Linked DNA regions of Mus musculus: all the other regions are linked to region 1. Evidence: chromatin contacts called from public Hi-C and HiChIP or PLAC-seq data. All regions are on one chromosome and are shown on one strand. Each heading gives the region's core, a stretch centred on a gene start, on an enhancer-like site or on the middle of the called end of the contact. The rest is flanking DNA. Distances are from core to core; before and after follow the strand shown. Region 1 holds the start of Cyp51 (cytochrome P450, family 51). Region 2 has its middle 20 kb from the start of Mterf1a. Region 3 overlaps Akap9 (A kinase (PRKA) anchor protein (yotiao) 9). Region 4 has its middle 27 kb from the start of Gm40261.

Region 1 (7,176 bases), core at 1,762-4,261:
TAAGAATATAAATATTTTTTCCCTCTTGTTAAAAATTAATTTAACGGGGCTGGTGGGATGGCCAGGTAGGTAAAAATCTCTTGCCATCAAGTCTGGTGACCTGAATTTGATCAGCAGAATCCACGAACCAAATAACATCAAAGAATCACTACCATTAAGTATTTGCACAAGTATATCAGAAGGAGTGTGGTATAACAACTGGTGTATGGCTCTTTTCTTGCAGAGGATCTGAGTTTGGTTCCCAGAACCCATACTGGTCAGCTCACATCTGATTATAGCTTTATCTCTAGGGGATACAGTGCCCTCTTCTGGCCTTGGCAAGCAACTGCATTTAGGTGCACATACTAATAGAGACACAAAGACTTTTATACAATTTTAAAACTGTATCTTTTTTTTTCCTTCAGTGTCAAGAATAGACTTAGGATGCAGGAGGTGCACAGAAGACCCAACACCCTGTAGCTGTGGAGCTGATGATAGTCCGTGGCTGCTAAAGGATGGGGAGTCAGTTTCTTAAGGATGTGACCCTAAGTAGGTTGACCATGCTCTAATGGAGGCCCTACTCCATTCATATGTAGAGGACACTAACTGGACTCAGTGTGTTGTTTTGTAGAAAACGGTATAAAGTTGAGAGGGAGACATGGGAGAACAAGGAGGAACTGGAAGAGGGAAGTGGGATGTGACTACGATTGAAATACATTGTATACATTTATAAAACTCTCAAAGAATATTTTAAACGATATTAAAACAAAAGAGAGTTCAGTTAAATAATATTGGGAAGTGAAATAATTAACAAGAACCCCAGAGCCAGTCTTTGGAACAAACGGCTGATCTGATGCCAAAGGACTGTTTTCACAGGGAAGAAGCAAAGACTTGAGTACCCACACCGTCCAAGTGGAGGCTGAGATCCCACAGGATGGACAGAACCAGGGGTACAAGACACAACATTCCAAAGATATATCAGTAAGAAACTAGCTGTCAACTCTGACTATAATCCACGAAAATAAAATGTAAGACTATTTTTAAAAACGTAATTGTTAGAACTACAGGTTTCCTCACATCTCAGAGACTATATCCCAGGACAGACACTCTGGGAAGCTAAGAGCCAACAAGGCCTTTTCCTTTTATGTTTTCAATACTGCCAATAAGCAGGGAGGGCACAATCTTTTTACAAATGTCTTTCTATTTAAAGAAAAGCACTTCTCTACACTAGAGTCTCTGCCTCTGTCTGTTCCGAAGACTTACCTTCTCATATGCATTTTCCAGAAACTCAATTGGACTTTTCCCAAATGCTATTGCATGGCCAAGGAATGGAATTGGAGAGTAAATATGTGGTGGACTTTTCTGCAAAAAGAAAATGAAAATTTTAGTTTTCATTTTATTAATAGGAAAGTTTCATATGATAGCCTGCTTAAGAATAATGTTTAAAAAAACCACACACACACACACAGTATAGTTAGACAAGGTTTAGCCTCAAAAGAACTCAAAACAGAAATGACTACACAGGAAGGCACTGCACACTCAAGGGGTGAAGGCTGGAAGATATGCCAAGGTGAGCCTTGGCTACATAACAAGTTCTACAGCCACCCTGGGATATAATAAATATCTCAGAAATGATGATGATGATAGTGAGCTTTTGAAATGTATCTAATGAAAGTAAGAAATAGTAACTGCCTATCGATCCCTTGGGTTCAGAGATTAGTTTTAAAGCAACTTGGTTGGAACTTAACGCTGGGTTAAGTTTTTACATCCCATTGTCAGTTTCGAAGGGATGGTTTTCAAAGCTACCAAATGTTGATTACAAGGGTATTCATGAACTATATTTGGAAGGCTTGAAATTAGTGGTTTGGTGTAGCGCTAAACTAGAGAAACAGTATTTTAACAGCATCACAGGAAAGCGCTTCCCACACTCTCAAGTCACTTATGAACTGTCTGCAATTTCCCTGACACTGCTATTAATCATCGTTATGCCCAATAGCCCACAGTATACTAAACACACAGGGCAGTATCAAGAGTGATGGCCACCGGGGATGCAGCTACCCTTAACTTGCCATCAAGGCCCTCACAAAGAGCCCAAACACCTCTGACAACCAACAGTAAAGTCAGTACAGTGCTCTGCACTTAAGAGTCATGGATGGCCAAGGCAATCAGACCAGCCAAATCCATCCAGCAAGGCCTCCAGTCTGCACATCCATCACTGACTACAAACGCTGCAAAGTAGGATCCTAGCCAGAAGTTCAAAGCCGCTATCACAGCAGAAACGGCGACGGCCAGCACAGCCCCCGAGTTCAGGTTCCAGCAAGGAGACCAGAAAGACCACCACAACAGCAAAGATCAGGCACGGGCGTCTGCAGCCGCCACCCCAGCCTCCCGCGCGCCCGCCACCGCTAGCGCCCCCCGAGCCCGCCCGCTTAGCCGGGGCACAGACTGAGGACCCCGAGGTGCACGTACCGCTCCAGCGGGCAGCTGGACCATGTGGCCCACGGCGAGACGGAACAGGTAGACGAGGCTGAGAGTGAAGGCGCAGGCGATGAGCAGCGTGGAAAGCAAGTTGCCTCCTGTCACCTGCTCCATCGCCTGTCCGAGCACCCAGCCGCCTGACTGCAGCAAGCCCAGAAGTACCATCCCGACCGTCGCTTCGATCCGCCCGGTAGGCTGGGGGCCGAGGTCGCACACCGCTTCTCGGAAAAGATGGAGCAGGAGAAGCCGGCAGATAGAAGTCGGGAGGCGGCCCCGGCCTGATGGCTTAGTCTGGCCCGGGCCCTTCACACGCCCACAGACAGCTCGCGCGCCACCAGGACGTCACAGACGGGGCGGGGCTTCTGGTGGCCACGCCTCCGTCTAGGTGCGGGGATTCTTGCGCCACCGAGGGGACCTGAGGAAGCAGGCTCTACCGTGGCACTTGGACTCGGTGAAGAAAGTGATGGCTGCACAAATGATCGCGCCCCGAGAACCGCAGACCACGAGGTCCCGCGTGCTTAACGAGCACGGCCCCGGCAGCGGGCACGGACGAGCCTGGCGGAGGGATCTCAGGACCAGATTGGTGGCGGACAGCGGCAGAGGCGAAGGCGCTCTGTGATTGCACCACGCGCTGCTGAGGTGATCTCGGCCTATGTGGCGTCAGCAGAGCTGGCGGCCCGGGCACCGCCCCCTCCGTGGGGCGCCCGCCTCTGCGGCTATTCGCGGAGATGTCACCTCTGGGCTTTGTGAGACCAGCCCTTCGTGAGCCCTGCACCACGAATCTTGGAAAAAAAAAAAAAACACTCCTGCAGATGCAACCTGGAGGGTGAGACCATCGGATCACCCGTACAATCTGCTTGACAGGTTGTTCGTGTAGGGCCACATTGCTAGCAAGTGATAGTTGTTTGGTGTGCTGCTGTACCAAGACAAGTCTTTTAAAATAAATACAGGCCATAAAGTAAACTGAGGCAGATGTCCCCAAACTCCTGTTCTGATAGCTGGATCTGAAGCAGGAGTTACCCTGATCTCACTACAAATAAAGCACCTCTGATGACATGTTTCCAAATTAACCCTCCTTCCAGATCTTTGGCAGGTACATTTATTTATTTAACCAGGGTTAAGAGCTAGATTTTTTGCTAAGTTTGGAGATGATTGTGCAGTGATTGGCAAAACTGCAAGCACCTCCAGGAATGAGTAAGATGGTCCAGCCACCGTCTAGATAATTCCACCTAGAGAGCTCACATTTTATCGTAGTCAGTCAGTGAAGCCCACTCATTACCTCTTCCCTAGGGTGACTGCCACCTGCCTATGTAGGAAGTGCCTAGTAGGAAGTCTATATAGGATGGACACTGCTGTATACCAATATCCTCCTGCCTCAGATCAGTCACAAAATCTTGTAACACTCCATTTTTATTGTCACTGCTGTAGGTAAGAGCCTCTTTATTTCTGGCAGTAGTATCTACAACAGGAATTTTGCTCACTCATTTCTAAGCCTGTCTTGTGTGCTACGTCTTGACTTACTGGAGTGACTTCAGGCCATTGTTGAACTTGAAAATTGCTAGGGGAAAGACCAGTTCCACAATTATCCAATTAAAGAAAGCTTTATTTAATACTGGCCAGGAAGATGGACACTGGCCAGGTCCATACCCATGATTCCCAAAGAATGGCCTCAAGCTACATTAGACAGGTGCCTGTAGAGGCCAAGCCCACAAAGCTATGGTGCTTCCAGCCTTAGTCCACTGGGGACAAGCATCCTTCCAGTCAATGCATCTCCTGCCTGTGTATCATCAAGCACCTCCTGTGCAGCTGGTGCAACCAACCTTGTCTACGGAAGTGAAAGTACATGAACAACAGACTCCAGAATACCAGGATGTTATCTGTCAGTGGGCAAGTGGGCCTTAACATTGCACACTAGGAATCTCAAATATGGAAATCCTAAAAGATCAAAACCCTTAAATAAAGATCAAAGGTACAGTGTTATTAAAAAAAAATGATGCTGTTGATCTGTTTTTGAGTTACAGTTCTGGCAGGCCTGGACCTCTATGTATACTAGGCTGACCTCATTCTCACAGAGGTCCACAAGCCTCTGTAGCTGGATTGATAGGTGGGATCCAAGATATATGCCATCACAGCCAGCCCAAATTCTAAAACTTAACAGTTAAGGAAGATTAATTTGAGTATCATGTATAAGTATGGCAATATTTCATATACCATCTTATACAATAAAATAGTAATTACATTTTTTCAATCACAAACTTTCAGGCATAATTATGACAGTTGCTCTAAACAATGATTAGTCAAAAAGTGAACTATAGTTTATAATACCAAACACTGGGAGGCAAAGGCATGTGGATGTCAGCGAGTTTGAGGCCACCCTGGTCTACATAGTGAGTTCAAGGACAGCCAAGTCTACATAGTAATGATCTATGTCAAATACCCTGTCAAAATGAATCTATGAATGTATATCACCACGATTGGTAATTATCTGTAGCTGGCTTTATAACTACAACCTGAAATACCATGACAACCCAAGTTAATGAGACTAAACAAAATTGTTATGAGTTACAGATTACCATGTGGTCCAAAGAGCCAAGATCCCAAAGAGTATTTTTGTATGTACTGACAAAGTTTCAGTACACAATGTTTACAAACAAAAGTTACTTGTAATGCATTTTTGTAGACTCAATGTTAGAAAATAAAAATGTGTAAAACAAGTCTTTATACAAGTCTAAAAGTCTTGACACACTGGATATAATGTAAAGAAATCATGGCAAGTTGTCAGAAATAATGGTAATCATCAAAAAAAGTTTAAAAACTTGCTGGCTGTAATATTTCATAACTATCACCTTGTTGGGGCTGGCCTGTAGCTCTCATGTCTGGGTTCGAGCCTGGGAGGCAACCTGGAGCTGGAAGAAAAGAGGGAACCTAGGCGGGTAGAGAAATAATGGAACCAAGACATGCTAGTCTGTTCAAGGTTCAAATGTTTAATGGCGGACACACTTTATAAAGGAGAGGGGAGGCCCATTCCCGCCAATTCATCCTTGGAGCCCAGCTGCAGATGACCACGTGAAGGGTAGGATGTAGTCTCCGGAATAGCTTGGCCGATTCCCAGCAGGTAGCAGCAGGGACAGTGGCTGAACAATAGAGTGATCTAGGGAGGCAGGCTCCACCCTAGGTAATCTCCTTAGTGGCAACAAAGTCGAGGTCTGGCTCAGCCTGTTTCAGGCTTGTTGGAGGTTACATCACCTTAATAATAAGGATACTGCAACAGGAAGATTACCAGGAGGTTGAGGCCAGTCTAGTCTACAAAGGGAGTCTAGACCAACCTGTATGAGAAAGTGAGATTCTGTCTCAAAGAGATAATCTGACATGTCAGACTGTATTAGAAAGAAGGACTATTAGCAGTGAGATAATGCAATCCATAGAGCTGGCCAACTTTCATGACTATGAGTTTGAAGTTGTCTGTCTTCGATGAATAATTTTGGTCTTTTGTGCATGTCTCTCTTCGAGGAATATTTTCAGTTTTCTTTTGTTTATTTTTTGTACATTAGTTTTATGTAGACCTGTTCTTTTTGAAGTTCATCTGAGGCAGTGTACAGCAATATGACCATTCTTACTAAATTCTTCTGTCGTCTGTACCATGGTGTTTAGAGTACGTAGAAATCCAGTCCAAACTCACTCAGCTACTGACCAGAATGCCAGGTTTTGCTCCATCTATTTGGGGCTTCATTGTGCCTCCTAAGACATCAGGCTTTTTTTTTTTTTTTAATATTATTATGTCAGCACTCAGGAAGCAGAGGCAGGCAGATTTCTGAGTTCGAGGCCAGCCTGGTCTAAAAAGTGAGTTCCAGGACAGCCTGGGCTATACAGAGAAACCCTGTCTCTAAAAACCAAAAAAAAAAAAAAAAATTATTATGTCTTATTATTAGTCTTTACCAGAGAATAGTTTTGCCTTATCACTTTCAAATGAACATATTTTACAGTTTCTCAACTTGAAATTATTTTCTGAGGATTTTTTTTTCACTATACCTGCTACCAAAATTTCATCAGTTGCCACTTTCTGAGGGAGAAACAAAGTTTTCTTAGAGGAAACACATGTTGAGTACAGGAATCACATGAGAGCTGCATCTACAAAGGAGTGGGTTAAAGGTGTGGTCCTTTTATGATGACAAAACCAAAACCCACATATTAGCAGTAGAATGTAAACCACTTACACAGAAACTGAACTTTCAACATTCTAGTTCTGCACGCAGATTCTGGACATTTATTGCTCCCCCTTTTTGGAGTCTTAAAAACTGGACTAGGACAGCTTGATAGAAATGTCAGAAGATATAACTTCATGCTTGCTTGTATCTGGATTACTCAAAGAGATCAAAAACAGAAAACAAAACAAAACAGGTGATGCACATATACATGTATTTTCAAAGTGCTGAAAATAACGGGCTGCTAAATGGATGACCTCCAAGGATCAGGAATCACTGAAGAAAAAGGCCACAGTAATGTAAGAGCTGGAGTGAGGAGTAAGTGGAGTCGAATGTTGTCTTTCGAACATGACAGTGCTGTTTCACCCTTGGTCCCAGACTAGTAAGACTGCTGGCACAAGACCTGTGCAAGATTGAATCTGCCAAGATCCTGCCGTGTGGGGAAGAAGGAACTCTGAGCCCGGCCCTTTACTACAGACAGTAATAGTAGCTGGAGATAGAAAGGGTCATAAGTGTC
Region 2 (7,176 bases), core at 981-3,480, 230 kb before region 1:
GCTGGGGTGCCCCACCACTGTGCCTTTTCTCTGGAACTCAGTTGAGTCACAGTGTAAAGGAAAACAACACACGATCTTAGTCCTTTCTCTGGAGACGCTTTCCCTGACAAGGTTAATGACTCCGAGATAACTAGAAACAGCATGAGTCAGAGGGGCAAGGGTATGTCTGGTGTTCTTCAGCAAAAATAGTGTATGTAGTGGCCTTCAGGACAGTCCTTAAGGATTTGGGAAGGAACTCTGAAAACACAATTTCAAGAATATATAATTTCTCACCTATGCAAAATATAAGGATGACATATGAATTGTATGTGGGGCTCCACTGCCCTAAATGAACAGAAGCAGCTGCACCATGAGCTAGTTTGTCAGAAAGATATCGAGGAAGGATATAAAGAGATTTAGGGAATGGTGATTGCAAGGCAAGATCCTACCCAGCTGAGTTTATTGTTTATGTTTACAAAGACAGGCAGATTCCTGGATTCAAGGCCAGCCTGGGACAGAGCTAGTTTTGACCCAGGCAGTGTGGGTAATCTCAGAGCCAGATCCCATCCACCTAGCTTACTGTCTGTGCTCACAAAGGTAGGCAAATCTCTGAATCAAGGGTCTAGGGTCATAAATGCTGATTATGGGATAATCAAACAGGAACCTGGGGTGGACAATATTGAATCAATATGCAAATAAAATACTGGCCCATGAAAGGAGCTACAGAGACAAAGTTTGAAGCTAAAACGAAAGGATGGACTACCCAGAGACTACCCCACCCGGGGATCCATCCCATAATCAGCCACCAAACCTAGACACTATTGCATATGCCAGCAAGATTTTGCTGAAGGGACCCTGATATAGCTGTCTCATATGAGGCTATGCCAGTGGCTGGCAAATACAGAAGTGGATGCTCACAGCCATCTATAGGATGGAACACAGGGCCCCAAATGGAGAAGCTAGAGAAAGCACCCAAGGAGCTGAAGGGGTCTGCAACCCTATAGGTGGAACAACAATATGAACTAACCAGTACCCCCCAGAGCTCATGTCTCTAGCTGCATCTGTAGCAGAAGATGACCTAGTCGGCCATCAGTGGAAAGAGAGGCCCATTGATATTGCAAACTTTATATGCCCCAGTACAGGGGAACGCCAGGACCAAGAAGTGGGAGTGGGTGGGTAGGGGAGCAGGGTGCGGGGAGGGTATAGGGAACTTTTGGGATAGCATTTGAAATGTAAATAAAGAAAATACCTAATAAAAAAAAAGAATCAAAAAAAAATACTGGGCTTTGGTCTTCAAGAGAGCTACCTTGAGGACACAAGTTTGTACCCACAATTGACTTCAAGTCATTCTTGAAATGACTGCACCCAAACACCCCTTCCTCAGAATCTCTCTCTCCAAGCAAGGCTGGTCCTTGGCAATGCAAGTCATTGTGTAGCTCACATGAATCACAGCTGCTTAGAACTACCAATTGCTTTCCTCCTTGAGCATAAAACCCCTGGTCCTCAGGGAGGGGGCTTTCAGGTCAGAGCCAGCTCAAATCTTCCAAGTCCTGTGTCTGAAGTGTGTGATGTCTTCAGCAAATGGAGACTTGCCTTCATCCAATGGGAGTCAGACAATATTGCAATTGCAATAGGATGTATTGCTTTGGGAGCCTCTTGGACTGCTCTGACCAACTATAAAAAAGGTTTCTCATGCCTGATGTCTTTGTTAGCCTATGGCTCTTGTGGGGAATATTGTCTGCTCAAGAAACATAACTTTATTTAAGATACACACACACATACACACGCACATTTATTCCTTGGAGTTTTTTTCAAATATTCTCAGTCTTGTTTGTCCGTTCCCCCCCACTCTCTGTCTGTTTTGACTTCCTCCCTCCCTCCTGAATTAAATCCCCCCTCCTCATTTTTTTTTCTACTTTCTACTTCACACTCTAGTTCATATTCTCAGATCTGAAAATTTGAAGCTAAGAACTGTTGGAAGCCGGCCTGCGGCTAAAATGAACCAGGTTTCACCTGGGAGGCAAGCCGGGGCTGAATAGAGAGGGGAAACTAGGCGGTCGAGAGAAAAATGGAGCTAAGTCAAGATTCCTGATCAAAGCTCAAATGTTTAATGGCAAATGTAATTATAAAGGGGGGGGGGGGAGGAGAGGCCCATTCCCACCAATTCATTCTTGGAGCCCTGCTGCAGGTGACGAAGGATAGGGTGTAGTCTCTGGAATAGCTCAGCAGCCTCTCAGCAGGGAGCAGAATCTTGAAGTGGAACAGCAGCCCTGGCTGAACAATAGAGTGATCTAGGAAAGCTCCATCCTAGGGAATCTCCTTAGTGGCAGAAAGGTCAAGGTCAGGCTCAGCCTGCTTCAGGCTGGGAGGAGGTTACAGGAACCACAGATGACTGAGAACATGAAGTGTTTGTCCTTCTGAGCCTCAATTAGTTCAATACAATCTTTTCTATGCCATACATTAATCTGAAAATTCAATGATTTCGTTTTTCTTTTTAATTTTTTATTTATTTTCATTTTTTAGAGTTTCTTTTTTATTAGATATTTTCTTTATTTACATTTCAAATGTTATCCTCTTTTCTGGTTTCCTCTGAAAACCTCCTATCCTCTTCCCCGCTTCCCCTGCCCACCAACCCACCCACTCCTGCTTCCTGGCCCTGGGATTCACCTATCCTGGGGTATAGAACCTTCACAGGACCAAGGGCCTCTCCTCCCATAGATGGCTGACTAGGCCATCCTCTGATACATATGCAGCTAGAGACACAATCCCATCATGTGTTTTCTTTGATTGGTGGTTTAGTTCCAGAGAGCTCTGGAGGTACTGGTCAGTTCATATTGTTGTTCCTCCTATGGGGCTGCAAACCCCTTCAGCTCCTTGGGTACGTTCTCCAGCTCCTTCATTGGGGACCCTGTGCTCAGTCCAATGGATGGCTGTGAGCATCCACTTCTGTACTTGTCAGGCACTGGCAGAGCCTCTGAGGAGGCAGCTATATCAAGCTATGCACCACATTTTCATTATCTATTCAGATACTGAAGGACATTTAAGTTGTTTGCATTTTCTAACTATTGTGAATAGAGCAAAATTAAACATTGCTAAGCAACTTACGGCTTCCACATTTGGTATGGGGATATCATTCAGCCCAAAACACAGATCTATTTCTACAGACTTTCTAAATAAAGCTGCATTGAAAATAAGCACAGGCAAAAACCTTTACAAATCTTTTAAATCTTTCATTAGAATCCTAATTTATCAAGCGACAGATATGCTTCAGCAACATTTGTATAGAATCAAGTACGCATTAAGTCCTTAAGCATGGCTTTCTTTGTGTCAGTGCCACTCACTCAGCTTGGGAAGATGCATGTGGTGCAGTTCCTGCAATCAGGCAAAGAGATGACTCATCAGAAAGAAATTAATTCAGCAAGTCACAATGACAGCACGTGATAGCAGGTTCTCTTCCATAGAAATTTGGTGACTAAGTTACCCCCATTTGAATTGAATTTTGATTCATGCTGGATTTCAGTTTGCTTACAAACAAGCACACAGTGCTTGGAGCTGTCTCAGCCCAATGGCCTCCCAACCATTTTTTCATCCTGCATCAGAATCTTCAGAGGGAAGGCCATAGGCCTTTAAATGGGAAATACATTCCTTAAAGAAATACAGGAAAATACAATCAAATGGGTGAAGGAAATGAATAAAACTGTTCAAAACCTGAAAATAGAAATAGAAACAACAAAGAAAACACAAGTGGAGGAAACCTTGGTGATGGAAAACCTAGGAAGGAAAATAGGAACTACAATCACAAGCATCAACAACAGAATACAAGAGATGGAAGAGAGAATCTCAGATGTAAAAGATACAATTGATGAAATTGATACATCTGTCAAAGAAAATGCCAAATCTAAAAAGCATTTTTTTAAACAAAAAACATTCAGGAAATTTGGTACACTATAAGACAACCAAACCTAAGAATAAAAGGAATAGAAGAGAGAGGATTCCCAGTTCAAAATCCCAGAAAATACCTTCAACAAAATCATAGAAGAAAACTTCCCTACTCTAAAGAAAGAGATGGCTATAAACACACAAGAAGCTTAGAGAAACCCAAATAAACTGGACCAGAAAAGAAAATCTTCCTGCCACATAATAATCAACACATTAAATCCACAGAACAAAGTATGAAGGTTAAAACTGAAAAGAAAAAAGGCCAAGTAACATAAAGGTAGACATATCAGAATAATACTTGACTTCTCAAGCAGAAACTCTAAAAGCCAGAAGGTCCTGGGCAGATGTCTTGTAGACCTTAAGAGACTGCAAATGCCAGCCCAGACTACTATATCCAGCAAAATGTTCAATCACCATAGATGGATAAACCAAGATATTCCATGACAAAACCAAATTTAAACCTTTTCCCACTAATACAGCCCTAAAGAGGATACTAGAAAGAAAACTTCCAACATAAGAAATGTAACTACATCCAAGAAATTAGTCATCTCACAGCAAAACCAAAAGAAGAGAAACACAAACACACACACACACACACACAGAGAGAGAGAGAGAGAGAGAGAGAGAGAGAGAGAGACAGAGAGAGACAGAGAGAGACAGAGAGAAAGAGAGAGACAGAGAGAGAGAACCACCACCATTGTCCTGTCATGGTTTGAGTATGCTTGGCCCATAGGGAGTGGTCCTGTTAGGAGGTGTGGCCTCGTTGGAGGAAGCATGTCTGGGGGGGGGGGCTTTGAAGCTCCACCCAGTGTGGAAGAGCCAGTTTTTCTCCTGGTTGCACTCTGTCAAGATACAGACTTCTCAGCTCCTTCTACAGCACTGTGCCTGCCTAGATACTGCTATGCTTCCTGCCATGATGTCAATGACTGAACCTCTTAAACTGTAAGCTAACCCCAATCAAATATTGTCCCTTGGCAACATGGGGTCATTTCACAGCAATGGAAACCTTAACTAAGACAACCACCAACATTGAAATAACAGGAATTAATAATCATTGGTCATTAATATCTCTCAAAATCAATGGACTCAATTCCCCAATAAAAAGATACAGGCTGCTCTTTCTGTACCCAGCGCAGCCAGGGCTCGTGGTCCCAAGAAACACCTGAAGCGCGTAGCTGCTCCAAAACATTGGATGCTGGATAAGTTGACTGGCATGTTTGCTCCTCATCCATCCACTGGTCCTCACAAGCTGAGGGAATGCCTGCCTCTCATCATTTTCCTAAGGAACAGACTTAAGTATGCCCTGACTGGAGATGAAGTAAAAGAGATTTGCATGCAGCGATTCATTAAGATTGATGGGAAAGTCAGGACCGATATAGCCTACCCTGCTGGGTTTATGGATGTCATCAGCATTGACAAGAACAGAGAGAACTTCCGTCTGATCTAAGACACCAAGGGTCGCTTTGCTGTTCATCGTATTACACCGGAGGAGGCCAAGTACAAGTTGTGCAAAGTGAGAAAGATCTTTGTGGGCACAAAAGGAATCCCGCACCTGGTGACCCATGATGCTCGTACTATTCGGTACCCTGATTCCCTCATCAAGGTGAATGACACCATTCAGATTGATTTGGAGACAGGCAAAATAACTGACTTCATCAAGTTCGACACTGGGAACCTGTGTATGGTGACTGGAGGTGCTAACTTGGGAAGAATTGTTGTAATCACCAACAGAGAGAGACATCCCGGCTCTTTTGATGTGGTTCATGTGAAAGATGCCAGTGGCAACAGCTTTGCCACTCGGCTGTCCAACATTTTTGTTATTGGCAAGGGTAACAAACCATGGATCTCTCTTCCCCGAGGAAAAGGAATCCGCCTCACCTTTGCTGAAGAGAGAGACAAGAGGCTAGCGGCCAAACAGAGCAGTGGGTGAAATGGTCTCTAGGAGACATGCTGGAAAAGTGTTTGTACAAGCCTTTCTAGGCAACATACATGCTAGATTAAACAGCATGGTGAAACTACAAAAAAAAAAAAAAGATACAGGCTAACAGAATGATGCATAAACAGGGTCCATCTTTCTGCTGCATACATGAAACACACCTCAGCAAAAAGAATAGATGCTATCTCTGAAAAGGGCTAGAAAAAATGTTTTCCAGGCAAAAGGACTCAAGAAACAAACTGAAGCAGCCATTCTACCATGTAATAAAATAGACTTTCAGCCAAAAGTAAGCAAAAGAGATGGCAGAACACTTCATATTCATCAAAGGAAAAGTCCACCAAGAGGACATCTCAATTCTGAACATCTATGCTCCAAATGCAAGGTTACCCAAATGCAAGGTTACCCGTATTCATAAAAGGAACAGTACTTAAATCACAATTGAACCCCACACAATAGTAGTGTGGGACTTCAACACGCCACTCTCACCAATAGACTGGTCATGGAAATAGAAACAAAACAGAGGAATAATAAAACTAAAACTAACAAATGTTGTAAACCAAATGGACCTAATAGATAGCTACAGAAAATTTTACCCAAACACAAAAGAATATACTTTCTACTCAGCACCTTATGGAACCTTCTCCAAAATTGGCCATATAATCTGTCACAAGGCAAGACCCAACAGATACAAGAGGATTGAAATAACCTCTTGCATCTTATCATATAACCATGGATTAAACCTGGACTTCAACAACAACAGAAACAACACAAATCCTACATACTCATGGAAACCGAACAACTCTCTACTCAATGATCACTGGGTCAGGGAAGAAATAAAGAAATTAAAGACTTTCTAGAATTCAATGAAAACAAAAACACAACATACTCACACTTATGGAACACAATGAAAGAAGTGTTAAGAGGAAAACTGATAGCTCTGAGTGCCTCCAAAAAGAAACTGGAGAGAGCATACACTAGCAACTTAACAGCACACCTGAAAGCTATAGAACAAAAAAGAAGCAAACACACCCAAGAGGAGTCAGCAGGAAATAGTCAAACTCAGGGCTGAAATCAGTCAATTAGAAACAAAGAGAACAATACAAAGACTGGACAAAAGCAAGAGTTGGTTCTTTGAGAAAATCAACAAGATAGACAAACCCTTAGTCAAACTAACTAAAAAGACAGACAGGGGAGAGAGAGAGAGAGAGAGAGAGAGAGAGAGAGAGAGAGAGAGAGAGAGAGAGAGAGAGAGAGAGAGAGAGAGAGAGAGAGAAAGAGAGAGAGAGAGAGAGAGAGAGAGAGAGAGAGAGAGAGAGAGAGAA
Region 3 (7,176 bases), core at 1,887-4,386, 160 kb before region 1:
GGAGGATAGTAGAAACCCAAGCTGTACTGCTGATGTGCTCTCAGGCAGGTAATTAATACTCATCCTTGTACACTGGCTTCCATATCCTTTTCTTGGTGTTGGCTGACCTCTCCTTACATCTTCATTCAAATCAAACGTTTCTGTCTCAGGCTCTTTCAAAACATACATTTAAAAAAATCTAAAACCATGCTTTATTGCTTGAAATGATATATTTGTGTGTTTAATTTATTTTTCCTACTGCATTACAGTTCATCAGAGTAGGGTTTTTTTTTTTCCCCCCAAGTGTGTTCTATGCATCACAGTGTGTTCTCTGGCTTAGCATTAGAGTGGCTACATGATTGACAACACACTCCTATTGAATAAATGAACTATGTATTAACTACCTAAGAACTGCCAAGTTCTGTCCTGCATGTGTGTAACACTGGGCAGCCTTCTCTCTTCTAAAAAGCCTTTGAGGAAATGAGGGTAAGAGAGGTTCCTACACCACTTCCATCTGTACAGGACTCTAATGCTTAAGCCGTCTATCTCATTTAATTACGAAAGTTTGATGAAGTAGCAGTCTGGCTTAGATTAAAAGGTCCTACTGTTAGGGTCACATATTTTGACTAGTCTCTAGCCGAGTTTGGTAAACCCTCAGTGGACACAGACAACTAAGTAGATTATAAGCATTCTTTTAAAAAACATAACATATTTTATATGTAATAGGATGTTCTGAAAATTCTTTTTTACTGGTAACGACTAATTATGTTACTGTAAGTCTTGAGTTTAGGAATACGTGACTGTTTGGTCTTTTTTTCTTGTTCTGGTTAGAGTAAGACATTTGCTTGGAATCTGAACCAGGTTTGGAAGACAGATGTATATGGACACATTATCTTCCCAGAAAATCTTGCAACTATTTCTGTGACTACATATGTTAACATTTTTATAATTGGCTTCCAAATGGAAAACACAGATGGCTGGTGTCTGAATTTCCAGCATGTTTTAGAATAAATGTTTTCTCAGTAAGTTAAAGTGTATCACTTCAGTGTCAGGTGGTTACCCAATTGAGTAGGTGTTTTTTTATTTTTTTATTTTTTTTATCAACTTAACCATTTTCAGGTTTAAAATAAAATAACTTAAGTAGCCAAAAAATTGAATATGTAAGATGATCTTGTTTCTTTTGTTTTTTAATTGATTGATTTTTACTTACTTACTTTAAATCCCTCTCAGTCCTCCTCTCCTACCATCCTTCCTCCCATCTCCACCCCCTTCTCTGAGTAGGTGGGGACCCCCCAGGTGTACCCTCACCCTGCAAGTCAAGTCTCTGCCAGCCTAGGCGCATGCTCCCCGACTGAGGCAGACGAGGCAGCCCAGCTAGAAGAACATATCCCACATACATGCAACAGCTTTGGGATATCTCCCACTCCAGGTATTTGGGACCCACTAGAAAACCAAGCTGCACATCTGCTATTTATGTTTGGGAGGCCCAGGTCCTGCCTTTATGTGCTCTTTGGTTGGTGGTTCAGACTCGGATAGCCAAAGGGGTCCCGGTTAGTTGACTCTGTTGGTCTTCCTGAGTTCCTATCTCCTTCAGGGCACAGCAATCCTTCCTCCTATTCTCCCATAAGAGTCCCCAAGCTCCATCTCCCGTTTGGCTGTGGCTATCTGCATCTGTCCTGAATCAGCTGCTGGGTGGAGCCTCTCAGAGGACAGCCATGCTAGACTCCTGTCTGCAAGCATAACAGAGTATTATTAATAGTGTCAGAGATTGGTGTTTGCCTATGGAATGGCTCTCAAGTTGGGTTGGTCATTGGTTGGCTATTCTCCCAGTCTCTGCTTCATCCCCCGTTTCTGCATTTCTTGTAGACAGGATAAATTTAAGGTCAAAAGTTTTGTGGGTATATTGGTGTCTCTCTTGCTCCATTGGGGTTTCTGCCTTACTACAGGAGATGGCCTCAGGAGGTTCCATATCCTCAATGCTGTAAGTCACAGCTAAGGTCACCTCTACTGGTTCTTGGGTGCCTTACTTTATCCCAGGTCTCTGTCTCATTTTGGAGATGTTCCCCACCTCCTCACCCCTGTCAATTGTAAAATTTTCATTCATTCTCATCGCTATATGGCTACCTCTTCTGACCCTCCCCACGCCTGACCCTGAACTCCCCCTTCCTCTCTCCATCCCCTCTCCCACCCAGTTCTCTCTCTTCATCTGCCTCTTATGACTATTTCCCCTTTTAGTGAGACTCAGGCTTCCTCACTTGGGCCTTCCTTCTTGTTTAGCTTCCTTGGGTCTGTGGAGTGTAACATGGCACTAGTACTTTATGGCTGATATCCACTTATGAGTGAGTACATACCATGCACGTTCATCTCACTCAGGATGATAATCTCAAGTTCCCCCCATTTGCCTGCAGAATTCATGATATCTTTGTTTTTAATAGCTGAATAGTATTCTATTGTGTAGATGTACCACATTTTCTGTATTCATTCTTCAGCTGAGGGACATCTAGGTTGTTTCCAGTTTCTAACTATTATGAATAAGGCTGCTGTTGTATGCTGGCCTGTGGTTTACAAGGACCGGGTACACCAGGGAGGCAGGCTGGGGCTGAAAGAGACTTAGATGGCGAGAGGTTAATGGAGCCAAGACATGATTCTGTTCAAGGCCCTCCAGTTTACTCCGGGAGTCTACTTATAAAGGGGAAGGCCCATCCCCCGCCAGTCCACTCTTGGTGTCTGGAGCCAGCCTGTAGGTGATGTGCAGAATAGGATGTTCCTCCGGAATGTCTCAGGGGCCTCTCAGCAGGTAGCAGTGTCTTGGAGAGAGCAGGTGGCAGAACAAAAGAGCCATCTAGGCCAGAAGGCTCCTCGTTAGGGTAATTTCCTTCTCAGGGGCAGCAAGGTCAAAGTCTGGATCAGCCTACTTCAGGGCTGAGGGAGGCTACAGGCTGCTATGAACATAGTTAAGCAAGTGTCTTTGTGAGATGTTGAAGCATCTTTTGGGTTATATGCCCAGGAGTGGCATGGCTGGGTCTTGAGGTAAAACTATTCCCAGTTTTCTGAGAAACCACCAAATTGATTTCCAAAGTAGTTGTACAAGTTTGCACTCCCAGCAGCAGTGGAAGAGTCTTCCCCTTGCTCCACATCCTCCTCAGCATGTGCTATTCCTGAGGCTTTGATCTTAGCCATTCTGATAGGTGTAATGTGGAACCTCACAGTTGTTTTGATTTATATTTCTCTGATGACTAAAGACTTTGAATGTTCTTTAATAGCTTCTTGGCCATTTGAGATTCTCTGTAGCTCTGGACCCCATTTTTAAATTGGGTTATTTGGGTTGTTGGTGTTTAACTTCTTGAGTTCTTTATAAATTTTAGCTATTAGCCCTCTGCCAGATGTAGAGTTGGTGAAGATCCCTTGGCTGTTGTATTGTCCTATTGACAGTGTCCTTTGTCTTACAGAAGCTTTGCATTTTTATGAGATGTCCCATTTATCAATTGTTGATCTTAAAAGTCTGAGTCATGTGTGTTCTGTTCAGGAAATTGTCTCCTGTGCCAATGCATTCATGGCTACTTTGTGCTTTCTCTTCTATGAGATTCAGTGTATCTGGTTTTATGTTGAGGTTTTTGATCTATTGGGACTTGAGTTTTTTGCAGGGTGATGAATATAGATTTGTTTGTATTCTTCTACTTGTAGACATCCAGTTGGACTGGTTAGTACACCACCCTTTGTAGAAGATGCTTTCTTTTTCCATTGAATGGTTTTGGCTTCTTTATCCAAAATCAAGTGACCATAGGTGTGTGGGTTTATTTCTGGGGCTTTGATTCTATTTCTTGACCTGTCTGTTTCTATATCAATATCATGCAGTTTTTAATTACTATTACTCTGTAGTACAACTTGAAGTCAAGGATGGTGATACCTCTTGAAGTTCTATTATTATTCAGGATTGTTTTGGCTATCCTGGGTTTTTTTGTTTTTTCCTATGAAGTTGAGAATTGCTCTTTCGAGGTCTATAATTTTTTTAATAAACACAATTCTTGCTGGAAAACTGTTGCATATATTATTTTTTTCTCAGAATTTGAATTGTTTCCTTAAGAGATTATAGTTTAAAGGTAGTTTTATGTTTTTCATTAGCTTAATGAGTACTTAGAATATTTAATTCCAGTTCTGAACCCTGTAGAGTTGGATGTGCTTTGTGTTGTGTCATTTACGCCATCAAGAGGTTAAAATTATTGCTTTACAGTGTCTTCCCTAAGTGACGTCTTCCCTCTTATTCAACATATACTTAGTGCGCAGTGTTCTAGGTGTTGAACTGCAACAAAAGCCCTAGCTCTCAGGAGTCTTCTACGTAGGTAACCAGGAGAAATTATGACCCCACAGAATCAAGTAAAACAGACCAAGAACAATGTCTCTGTAATTTTATGCCTTTTTAGAAACAGCCCATTCAAATACAGTTGTAGAATTGTTCTCTTTGTGCATGTCCATGTGTGTTTTCTCCATTGGGTTTAGTAGTGCATGATGTTGTCTCTGCTTTTCAGTCAACCTTTCTATAATTTGGTGTTTAGTCTTTCAGTTCTCTGTGTATTTACACATCTGAGTAAAAACTAGATATAAGTGATTTGTATGCACTAAAGAATTAACGTCATACAGATCTTTCACTTCCTTAGAGTCACACCTAGGTATTTTATATTATTTGTGGCTATTGAGAAGGGTGGTGTTTCCCTAATTTCTTTCTCAGCCTGTTTGTCCTTTGTGTAGAGAAAGGCCATTGACTTGTTTGAGTTAATTTTATATCCAGCTACTTCACTGAAGCTGTTTATCAGGCTTAGGAGTTCTCTGGTGGAATTTTTAGGGTCACGTATATATACTATCATATCATCTGCAAAAAGTGATATTTTGACTTCTTCCTTTCCAATTTGTATCCCCTTGATCTCCTTTTGTTGTGGAATTGCTCTGGCTAGGACTTCAAGTACAATGTTGAATAGGTAGGGAGAGAGTGGACAGCCTTGTCTAGTCCCTTATTTTAGTGGGATTGCTTCCAGCTTCTCACCATTTACTTTGATGCTGGCTACTGGTTTGCTGTAGATTGCTTTTATCATGTTTAGGTATGGGCCTTGAATTCCTGATCTTTCCAAGACTTTTATCATGAATGGGTGTTGGATTTTGTCAAATGCTTTCTCAGCATCTAACGAGATGATCATGTGGTTTTTGTCTTTGAGTTTGTTTATATACTGGATTACGTTGATGGATTTCCGTATATTGAACCATCCCTGCATCCCTGGGATGAAACCTACTTGGTCAGGATGGATGATTGTTTTGATGTGTTCTTGGATTCGGTTAGCAAGAACTTTATTGAGGATTTTTGCATCAATATTCATAAGGGATATTGGTCTGAAGTTCTCTATCTTTGTGGGGTCTTTTTGTGGTTTAGGTATCAGAGTAATTGTGGCTTCATAGAATGAGTTGGGTAGAGTACCTTCTGTTTCTATTTTGTGGACTAGTTTGTGAAGAACTGGGATTAGATCTTCTTTGAAGGTCTGATAGAACTCTGCACTAAACCCATCTGGTCCTGGGCTTTTTTTGGTTGGGAGACTATTAATGACTGCTTCTATTTCTTTGGGGGATATCGGGCTGTTTAGATCATTAACCTGATCTTGATTCAACTTTGGTACCTGGTATCTGTCTAGAAACTTCTCCATTTCATCCAGGTTCTCCAATTTTGTTGAGTATAGCCTTTTGTAGAAGGATCTGATGGTGTTTTGGATTTCTTCAGGATCTGTTGTTATGTCTCCCTTTTCATTTCTGATTTTGTTAATTAGAATGCTTTCCCTGTGCCCTCTAGTGAGTCTGGCTAAGGGTTTGTCTATCTTGTTGATTTTCTCAAAGAACCAGCTCCTCGATTGGTTGATTCTCTGAATAGTTCTTCAAAAAAAAAAAAAAAGAATTAACGTTTGAAACAAAAAGATATTATAGCAGCTTCTGAGGTGTGCTCTTAGGAATTCCATTCTCAATATTTTTGGCATTGCACCCTCCTTGAGGGATCCTTTCTTTCTAAATGATGAGCCTGGCATTCGGATTCTATATATGGGTGGCATTTTAATAATAATCCAGTCAGTTTATTTTTAAGAATAGATCTATCCTACAAAGTACTTTAAATGTATTTCAGCAGCTTCATAATGTACAAAGAGGCAGCTGACCCTGCACCTGCTCTCCAGACAGGCGTGAATCAGAATGGCTGAAGGCTTAGGAAAGCCCTGACTGTGGTCTGTCTGAAGGCTGAAGACTTAGGAAAGCCCTGACTGTGGTCTGTCTTTATATTGTACAGCATTAGCAGCTGTTATGTGTGATTGCTGAATTAATTTCTTCAAAAAATAGGGCATCCCTATGTATATTATTTTGTAGTTGATAAAGTTTTAAAATACTATATTTATTCATAGTCTGTCACATATTTTGATAAATAATATTAACATCATTAGTAATACTGCCTTAGCATTATTATATAATAACTTATAAGCTATCTTTTTAGTTAATGTTATAAATATAGTCATATTATTAGTATAATCCTTTTTTCAAAGGCTCTAGGTCTTATTTTTGTTTATTCCTAGAATGATTAAAGAGCTCAAATTTAAGAAGTATTGGTTAGTATCTTTTTCACAGGAAAGAAATTTTATTTAAAAGAAAGAAAAGAAAACTTAGTCTGGGAGACAGCTCTGGATGCAAAGTGCTTGCTTATGCAAGCAAAGTGTGGGTAAAAGCCAGATATGGTGGTGAGAGGCTATAATTTCAGCACAGTGGGGTATGGTGGGGACATAGGTAGAGACAGAAGGATGCTGGGAACTTGCTGGCCAGTCTACCGCAGTCAATACTATGAGTGCAGAGTGTTAGGGGATGGTACCTGAAGTCAGCCTCTGTCCCCATGTGCACATACTCAGGCAAGCACATTCGCATGCACGCGCATGCGCACGCGCACACACACACACATACACACACACACACACACACACACATACGCTACTCACAAGTACACTTAAAGAGAAATTAAATTTAGGGAAAAACACTTGTAGTTTAAGTTGTGAATACACCAATGTTGATGTACATTTTTGTTTTTCAAAATTTACCTATTACTGTGAGTATAGTGTTACTAAACTTCAAACTAGATATGATTGTTCATGGTTAAAGCTGGAGGCCTGCTTTGTCTCTAGTAAGGAG
Region 4 (7,176 bases), core at 2,651-5,150, 140 kb after region 1:
AAGAAAAACAGCTCAAATGAGTACAGGCAGAACAAATCTGCTCTCAGGTGTTAAATAAGGGATTTTGTGGCTGTTCAGTCTCAATGACAGGTTAAATGAAACAAGTTTAGTAAAAAGAGGGTTGGAGGAAGAAATGAAAAGGTTGGAAAGTCAGCAGAATAAACAAACCTTTCTGCTATACTTTTGAATGTGAGATACATTTTGATGAGTTTAGTATTTAACAGCTTGGATGTTTAGTTTCCAATTCAAGGTGCAGTTGAAGCAGTGAAGGCAGTTAAGTTACACAGCCAGAGATCCTCCTAGATGGAGAGCCTGGTGGCCAGCATTAGGGAAGGAAAGTGGAGTGGAGGGATCAAAGGATGGATATGCACTGGATCAGAGGTTGTTTGGTTTGCACTGGATCAGAGATTGGTTGGTTGGAGAGAGAATCCTGCTGGGAGCAGGAGTTGCTCTACTTTTGCACTACTGTGACATTTTCTCAAAGTCATGACTTAAGGGGAGAAAATTAATTTTGGTTCATGTTTTTCATCTATCAAGACAGGGAAGGTGTGGCAGACCACCTCAGTTTATAGTGGTCAGAGCATAGGGTTGAGGCCCTTCACATAACGGTAGATCAAAGTGCAGAGAAGCAGTCAGCCATTGTCCAAGGATAGCATACCCCAAGTATTCCCTCTATACCTAATGACCACCTTGCTTCTCCTGAGCCCTGTCTTCCCAAAGTTAGAGAACTTCTCCAAATAGCACTACCAGCCGGGGCCAAATGATCAGAACATGAACCCATGGAAAACATTTCAGATGCAAACCATAGCAGTCTCTTCTGGTCATGTGAAGAACATCTGAGAAGCAACAGCTTAGGGGAGGAAAGGTAGACTTTGGCTCACAATTTCTGGGGTATCAGCTCATGGCCACTCGACTCCATTGCAGGTCAGGTAGAACATCATGGTGACAAGAACAAGGAGGAACCTCACCAGCATAGGCTTTCTCTCTGCTCCATTTCTCTCCTGTTCTTTTTCTGTATGTACCTCCTAGACATTGGATGGTGCTGCCTGCGAGCATGGAGGGTTTCCCCTCTTCCTATCCTACTTGCCTCTTGCCTCTATAATCCTCTCTCAAGCACTTCCCATGTATCTCTTAATCTAAGCACCAGTGGACAGTCAGGAAGGGGGACCAAACTGCTACTTTTACAAAAGAGGCAACCAAGGTCCAGAAAGGCAGCTTGGGACCTCTGAGTCCTAACTGTTGGAAAGAGCTGTACTTTTTCCCGTTCATTTCTTCAGGCTGTAAGGAATCCCATGCCACCATTGCTGATCTCCAGTACAGTTTTGGTTTGTAGACAATGAATGATTATCACTTTCCTGAAGGGTGTTGCCGACCTGAGGGTTGAACATCACCTGTCCCGGGAAAGTAGTTTTCTTCTCAGACAATTTTTAGAACTAATTTGACTGTTTTGCAAATAGGATGGAGAAATGTAGGTCATAGGTGTTACTTCCCCAGGGTCATCATTAGCCAGACCAGCCGACTCACAAGCCTATGGCTATATAAGGCAACCTCACTGAAGAAAGATAAGATAAGCCTCTTTTTAACTTGGTCTGCTGGAATGATGCCTTGGTCCTTTGAATTAGCTCTTGCAGAAATATCAGATTGAATCACATCTATCTGCTCAGTCAATGTCTTATCACCGTTAGCTTAAATGTCTTCTCCTGTGTGATTTGCTTGGGTCTGCCAAGACAGTGATGCATGCTGAGGCTCCTACATGCAAAGGCTTTTGCACTGAGGATATTCAATGTTTCACATTCTACTTGTACAATAAACCACACACCGTTCCTGAGACGAAGACAAAATGGTCTGTGGTTCTGAGCATCTCCTTACTAAAAGGACTCAGGATGCTGAGACAAATAGTAAGCTGGGAATTTTATGGAAACGTATTTATCTATATGCAAATATTGATTTTCTTTTCCAAAAGTATTTTTCTTTCATTGAAATATGAAGCTATGCCTCATGTGACAGAGATGAATATGTATGTGGAATGTATGTATATTTTATGTATACACATGTCAGAATTCATTAGCCAAACTTAGAAAACACATGCGCAAAGATAACAGATGCCAGAGCTAAAGGAGGAGGAAGATTCTTGACAAAATCATTAATATACTTCTTAATTTTTTGATGCAATTATCAAGCTGTTTTCCTCTGACCTTATCTTTTGTCTCCTACATAGCCATGCGGTTTTTACATTATTATTCTAGTCAGCACCACAAAACCTGAGGCAGTCCATTTAGAAATCTCTCTTAACATATTAAACTGAATAGCAAATAGATAATTTCAATCAAAACTCACAGCCAATAAAAACCTTCCAGAAGCCAGCAGACTCTCAAAACCTTTGAAGCTGTTCTCTTTAACTACAGAATTCTAGAGGATATTAAAATCAAACTTGGGAAATTCTGTGGGTGGCACAGGGGAGGAAGCATTTCAAGGTCTCTCAAAACCACAAACCTAGGCACCGTGCTGTATTTCAGTTATGGGTCCAAAGTGTGTCTCTACTTCTTGTTGTAAACAGAAAGTAGAAACTACTGTTGGTAACACTGCCTTCTGAAGACACTCTGTTACTGCAACAAGACAGTGAGAAACAGATTGCATGGGGGTAAAGAAAGGAGATCAGGGGAAAGGCGCCACCAAAAGACCAAGAAATGATAGACTCAATGACGGTTCAGAGAGTTCACAAACTGTAAAAGAAGTTACATGCTTATTGTAGAGAAAGACTTTGGCTAAATTATCTGGGAAAAAAAAAAACCCGCAGGTTTTTCTATTTAAAAAGACATCAAAAAAAAAAAAAAAAAACAAGAAGAGCAACCCCTCTCCAAAAAACCCCATCATCATTTCCCATTATCCTTTAAAATATCTAACTATTCCTTCTGCCAAGATTTAGGTTCATCTCCTGGGGTGTAATTGATCTTCAATGTGAAGAATACAGCTTGGTATTTACTTTTAAGAGACTATAATTTTTTAATCCTTAATTTTATATACCTTAATCATCTTTTCTCTAAACCCTTCAAAGTTCATTCATCATATAATAAAACTTTGGGCTTGGTTCTTCTTACCTTTGATTACCCCAGAATCATTTCTTTCATTTTGAATTCTGACAAAATGTTGAATACAGTGAAAGTTTCCAATCTTTTTTTTTTAATTCACAAAATATGAGATGGTGAAGTTCACGCACACACAACAGAATATCAGAATTGAAACTTCTGCCAAGACAGAAATATGACTGCTTCTGTGCTCTGAGGGAGCAGGTAGGTAAGTTTCTATGTGAATACTCCCAAGGAGTAGGCAAGGACGGCTACATTCTGAGACCCCCTCACCCCACCCAAAGGCCATCAAAGGGTAGAGTGGTGATGGCTTCAGCATTTGCAGGGATTTCTTTGGGAGAGGGCTTTGCAAAGTCTTATCTTCTCTCTCTAGGGGTGGTTAGGCAAGTATTTCTTTCTTCTCAAATCAAGAGAAAGGAGATTTAGCAGATGGCACAAGGAACTTGATATGTGTCCTCTGTGGTTAGGGAAACGGCTGGCTGGTATCCGATGATCACATGGAAACCCTAAGTGGTAACAGCAGTCTGCTAGCAACTCTGACCACAGGAATGTAGAGGTGGCCATGTTGCTTGCTCTCCCTTTCCAGTACTTCCTGAGCAAGAATACTGGGAATATTTGCCACAGACCAGATGTGGGGCAGGCAAGGGAAAGCTGCCCTAGACTCTGATACTCAAACTGTGGTTAGGGTCTATTTTTATTGTTTCTTAGCATACCTTTTACCTTTTTTTTTCCCCAGATAGGCTCTTTGTAATGTCAGAATGAGTGTAATCAATCCCTTGGGCAAATCCTTCTAAATGGAGCAGATGTCTACATGAGTGATAGCAGAGTCATGCCAGAGGAAGGAAGGGTGTGGTTGCCAGGTACACCAGCTATTAATAATGCTCTACACATTTGGCATTCTTCTGGTTCTCATGTTATAGTTTAGGGTTCTAGACTTGTGCAGTCTGCAACTGCTACTTTAATCCATTGACCTGCCTCTCTCTATTTCATGCCTCCCCAACCTATGGTTTTATTATAACCACTATGTTAGTCTCTATTTATGCATATCTCAGTCTTTGTTAAATCTTTCAGAGATAAGTGCAATCGTGCAGTAGTTTTCTTCTAGTGTCTAGGTTTGTTTCTTACAGCAAAAAGTTATTAATGTCCATCCACTTTGTGGCAGATGGTAAGATACCTTTCTTTTTAAGGGTGGGTAATATTCCATCTATATATTTGTATACACACACACACACACACACACACACACACACACACACATCAAATACATCTCATCTCTATGTGGTATATAAAACGTGAAATATGTATATATAATACATCTATATCTATCAGCCATTATCTATTATTGGACATTTAGTCCTGGGAATGAATCATTTATCTATTGAGTAAGCCATTAGTAGTTTAGCGGGCTGATGGTGACTCCCAAGATAAGAGTGCCACTATTGCGGTGTTGAGGGTATCTTGCTGGACTGGCCATCGTAGGCTTTATAGCTGGGTAAGTCTGTTGATTGATTTTTCTCTGTTGGCAGCAGCTTGCATAGCACTTCAGATACCATGAAAGCTAGCGCTCAGGGAGGAACTTGAATTCTGAGTTGTCACAGATGCTTGTGTTTTGCCTGGAACAGCTTTTACTGCTTTTCATTGGGAGACTCCTTCCTCAAGCAGGAAGCTTCCAGCTCTGTACTATATTCCCTGGAATCTAATGTCTGAGGTGTGTGCTGTTTTTATCAATAGGATTTAACCGTCAAGTTCCGGAGCAACTGGAGGTAGTGGCAGTAGCATATGTTGTCTTGGGAGTCTTGGATCCTCTTGATCAATTACTCCAAAGGGAATTTCTCACACCATCACAAGAAATGTCACAAACTAGCTGCCCTTGAAAATATGCTATAGTGCTCACAAGAGCCTATTACCTTGATGATGGAAACTTAATTATAAAAATTCAGAGATTGTGATCTCTGAAAAAAAAAAGTAAAACTATTTTTAGGGGCTTCTTTTTTTTAAGTGGTAAGAGATCTCAGTGTAGTCTGCATTTCTCCTTGAAACAAAGCTCTAGATTGTCCATTAAAGTTGATTCACTTCCAGCCTTTTTTTTTTTTTTAAATCATGAAAGATGTCCCTTTAACTCAGCTGACAAGCCAGCTGAAATGACAGCGATTTGTGAATCAGCTTTGATTCCTCTTTGCCTCGATGGCCTTTCAACGCTGTGAACCAGTTAAGTGGTCTTGTGTCCTGTGTTTTCACTGATGCTGGTGTTTTGCCTGGAACAGTTTTTACTGCTTTTCAATGGGAGACTCCTTCTCATTCTTCAAATATCTTAAATGATTCTAATTAGGCTACGATAATTTCTATTTGTATCATCTAAGATGCTGGGACACCTTGATGTTTTACTAAAGTAATCTTTCTTGTGATCCTATCTAAATACTCTCCATCTCCATTATTTTATATTTAAAAATCTTTGAATTTCCTTCAGGACATTCATTTTAACTTGAAATTCTATTTTGCACTTCATTGTCTATCCTCCCAACTGAACTCTAGACTTTCAGAGATCAGTTTATTATGGTTGCCAGGGCATTCCCAGCACCTAGTGCAGTCTTTCCACATAGTAGGTGACCAACACATAGTTTTTGTCTTTTGTATATATGTATCTGTTTGTGTGTGAGAATGTTTGTGGAGGATAGGAAAGTCTTCCTCAAGTATCCTCAGCTTAATTCTTTGAGATAGTCTCTTACTACACCTGAAACTCACAGATTATGATATAATGGCTGCCAAGCCCCAGGGATCCCCAGTCCTCACCTCCTCCTGCTGCAAAAACAGGTGCACTGCATGCCTGGTTTTGTTTGTTGTTTTACATGGGCTCTGGGGATTTGAACTCACATTCTCTTACTTACTCATCAGGCACTTTATGAGCCGAGTCATCTCGCCAGCACATTGCATAGTGCTTTGAGTGAATGGGTGCACTTTTATTAGATATTTATAGATTTTTTTTTTCTGGGAGAATTGTTTCATGATCAAATAAGTTTGGAAAATGTAAGTAAGTATAAGCAATTTGGAATGGGTTCTATACTGCAAATTGTTCTTGAAGCTCTAATATACTTTCAGTTTACCTATTGTTAGGGAACTACAAATCCCTAAATAGGGGATATTGAATGTTTCTTTCCTTGTTTTGATTTAAAACTTCTATTTTGAGGGGAGTACTTCTCAGAACTCCTGCATTGTGGCCTGTAATTCAAATGCAGTCCAAGGTCTTTTTATAGATAAAGAGAGTGAAGATCAGGGAGATTTGCTGGATTATGTAAAGTTACACAGTGGGCTTTTGTAGGAGTCATGTTATTCACAAGAGTTTAAACATCTAAGACTCTACCACATCTTTACATGATTAGTCAAACCAACATAGAGAGTTGTGTATAGTGTAAATTACAGATCAAAGTTTGAAACAAATTAGGCTTCCTCTGGAAATTTCCATTTTTGATAAAAATACCACAACAAAAAAATTTCAGACTCCATAATTTTAAAATGTACCTCCACCCACACCCAGATCAAAACAAAAATGCAGACGCCCAGTTTGTCCCAGCTGTCTGGGACGGAAAGGCGGCAGGCAATAATCATCCAAAGGAAAGTCTGGCCTTGTTTTATTACTTGATTGCTGTGCTTCTGCCGGGGTCTTTTTCTTTTGTGGGGATTGATTATGAGATCTTTCTGAGCCTAGACTCTGTGAATTCAGTCTTGGCACTGAAGTTCTTGAACATTATGAATAAATGCATGGCTTTGGAATCCTAGAGCTAAGGGCTGGTGTCATATTTAACACACTGATCACAGTGAATTTTCTGAAGCCTCTCTCTTTCCCCTGAAACTAGTATTCCTCTTGCTCTCATTCACAGATCTATTTAGATGAGCGATATACACTGCCACTCACCTGCAAGCATCTAAATGTTACCATTTTAAGGGAAAAACTGTGTTAGAGATACTGGTGAGAAAGTCAAAGAAGTTTTTAAGGCTTCAAGATTGATTGAGAATCTTCTTATTAGAGTTTACTAAAGTCACAAACTGCCTTCTAACTTGGTGTTGACTATACCAAGTAAAAGGGAAACAAGAA

What was found. A called contact is a pair of places that touch in the nucleus more often than the background predicts. HiChIP or PLAC-seq counts read pairs in DNA pulled down with a chosen protein or histone mark.
Region 2: an H3K27ac HiChIP or PLAC-seq map of embryonic stem cells shows a contact between it and region 1, with 3 times the contacts expected there. The contact joins the enhancer-like site here to the promoter of Cyp51 in region 1. A contact is called at or near these places in 18 of 39 promoter capture datasets (the 3T3-L1 cell line, 3T3-L1-derived adipocytes, the C10 cell line and 11 more), 1 of 15 datasets of contacts at CTCF or cohesin (large pre-B cells), 9 of 484 Hi-C or Micro-C datasets (Th1 cells, embryonic stem cells, liver and 3 more), 16 of 115 datasets of contacts at active chromatin or transcription factors (the 230-238 cell line, CD8 T cells, the NIH/3T3 cell line and 5 more) and 4 of 9 other capture datasets (adipose tissue, embryonic stem cells, liver and 1 more).
Region 3: an H3K4me3 HiChIP or PLAC-seq map of embryonic stem cells shows a contact between it and region 1, with 17 read pairs. The contact joins the enhancer-like site here to the promoter of Cyp51 in region 1. A contact is called at or near these places in 21 of 39 promoter capture datasets (the 3T3-L1 cell line, 3T3-L1-derived adipocytes, the C10 cell line and 15 more), 4 of 484 Hi-C or Micro-C datasets (centroblasts, erythroblasts, regulatory T cells and 1 more), 10 of 115 datasets of contacts at active chromatin or transcription factors (acute myeloid leukemia, bone marrow-derived macrophages, double positive thymocytes and 4 more) and 3 of 9 other capture datasets (adipose tissue, liver and pancreatic islet).
Region 4: a Hi-C map of myocytes shows a contact between it and region 1, with 2.2 times the contacts expected there. The contact joins the enhancer-like site here to the promoter of Cyp51 in region 1. A contact is called at or near these places in 3 of 484 Hi-C or Micro-C datasets (cortical neurons, myocytes and nephron progenitors) and 1 of 115 datasets of contacts at active chromatin or transcription factors (embryonic stem cells).

The regions. Positions count from the first base shown.
Region 1 is chr5:4,101,686-4,108,861 of GRCm38.p6, forward strand. It overlaps Cyp51 (cytochrome P450, family 51), which reads right to left and starts at 3,012. Exons shown (of 10, transcript NM_020010.2): 1 at 2,449-3,012; 2 at 1,243-1,341. The coding sequence starts at 2,622.
Region 2 is chr5:3,870,306-3,877,481 of GRCm38.p6, forward strand. It overlaps a transcript of Mterf1a not described here and the pseudogene Rps4x-ps. Among named protein-coding and RNA genes, the nearest start is that of Mterf1a, 20 kb to the right of the region's middle. Within about 2 kb of position 2,231, at least 21 of the 459 cell types and tissues checked have an H3K27ac peak or open chromatin away from gene starts, as enhancers often do. A contact at or near this core is called in the NIH/3T3 cell line and embryonic stem cells, where this site is marked.
Region 3 is chr5:3,940,540-3,947,715 of GRCm38.p6, forward strand. The region is part of intron 1 of Akap9 (A kinase (PRKA) anchor protein (yotiao) 9); the gene reads left to right. Gm51438 (a long non-coding RNA gene) reads left to right here. Exons shown (of 2, transcript XR_003955841.1): 2 at 1-7,176. Among named protein-coding and RNA genes, the nearest start is that of Gm51438, 16 kb to the left of the region's middle. Within about 2 kb of position 3,137, at least 6 of the 459 cell types and tissues checked have an H3K27ac peak or open chromatin away from gene starts, as enhancers often do. A contact at or near this core is called in embryonic stem cells, where this site is marked.
Region 4 is chr5:4,242,696-4,249,871 of GRCm38.p6, forward strand. No RefSeq gene overlaps it. Among named protein-coding and RNA genes, the nearest start is that of Gm40261, 27 kb to the right of the region's middle. Within about 2 kb of position 3,901, at least 37 of the 459 cell types and tissues checked have an H3K27ac peak or open chromatin away from gene starts, as enhancers often do. A contact at or near this core is called in myocytes, where this site is marked.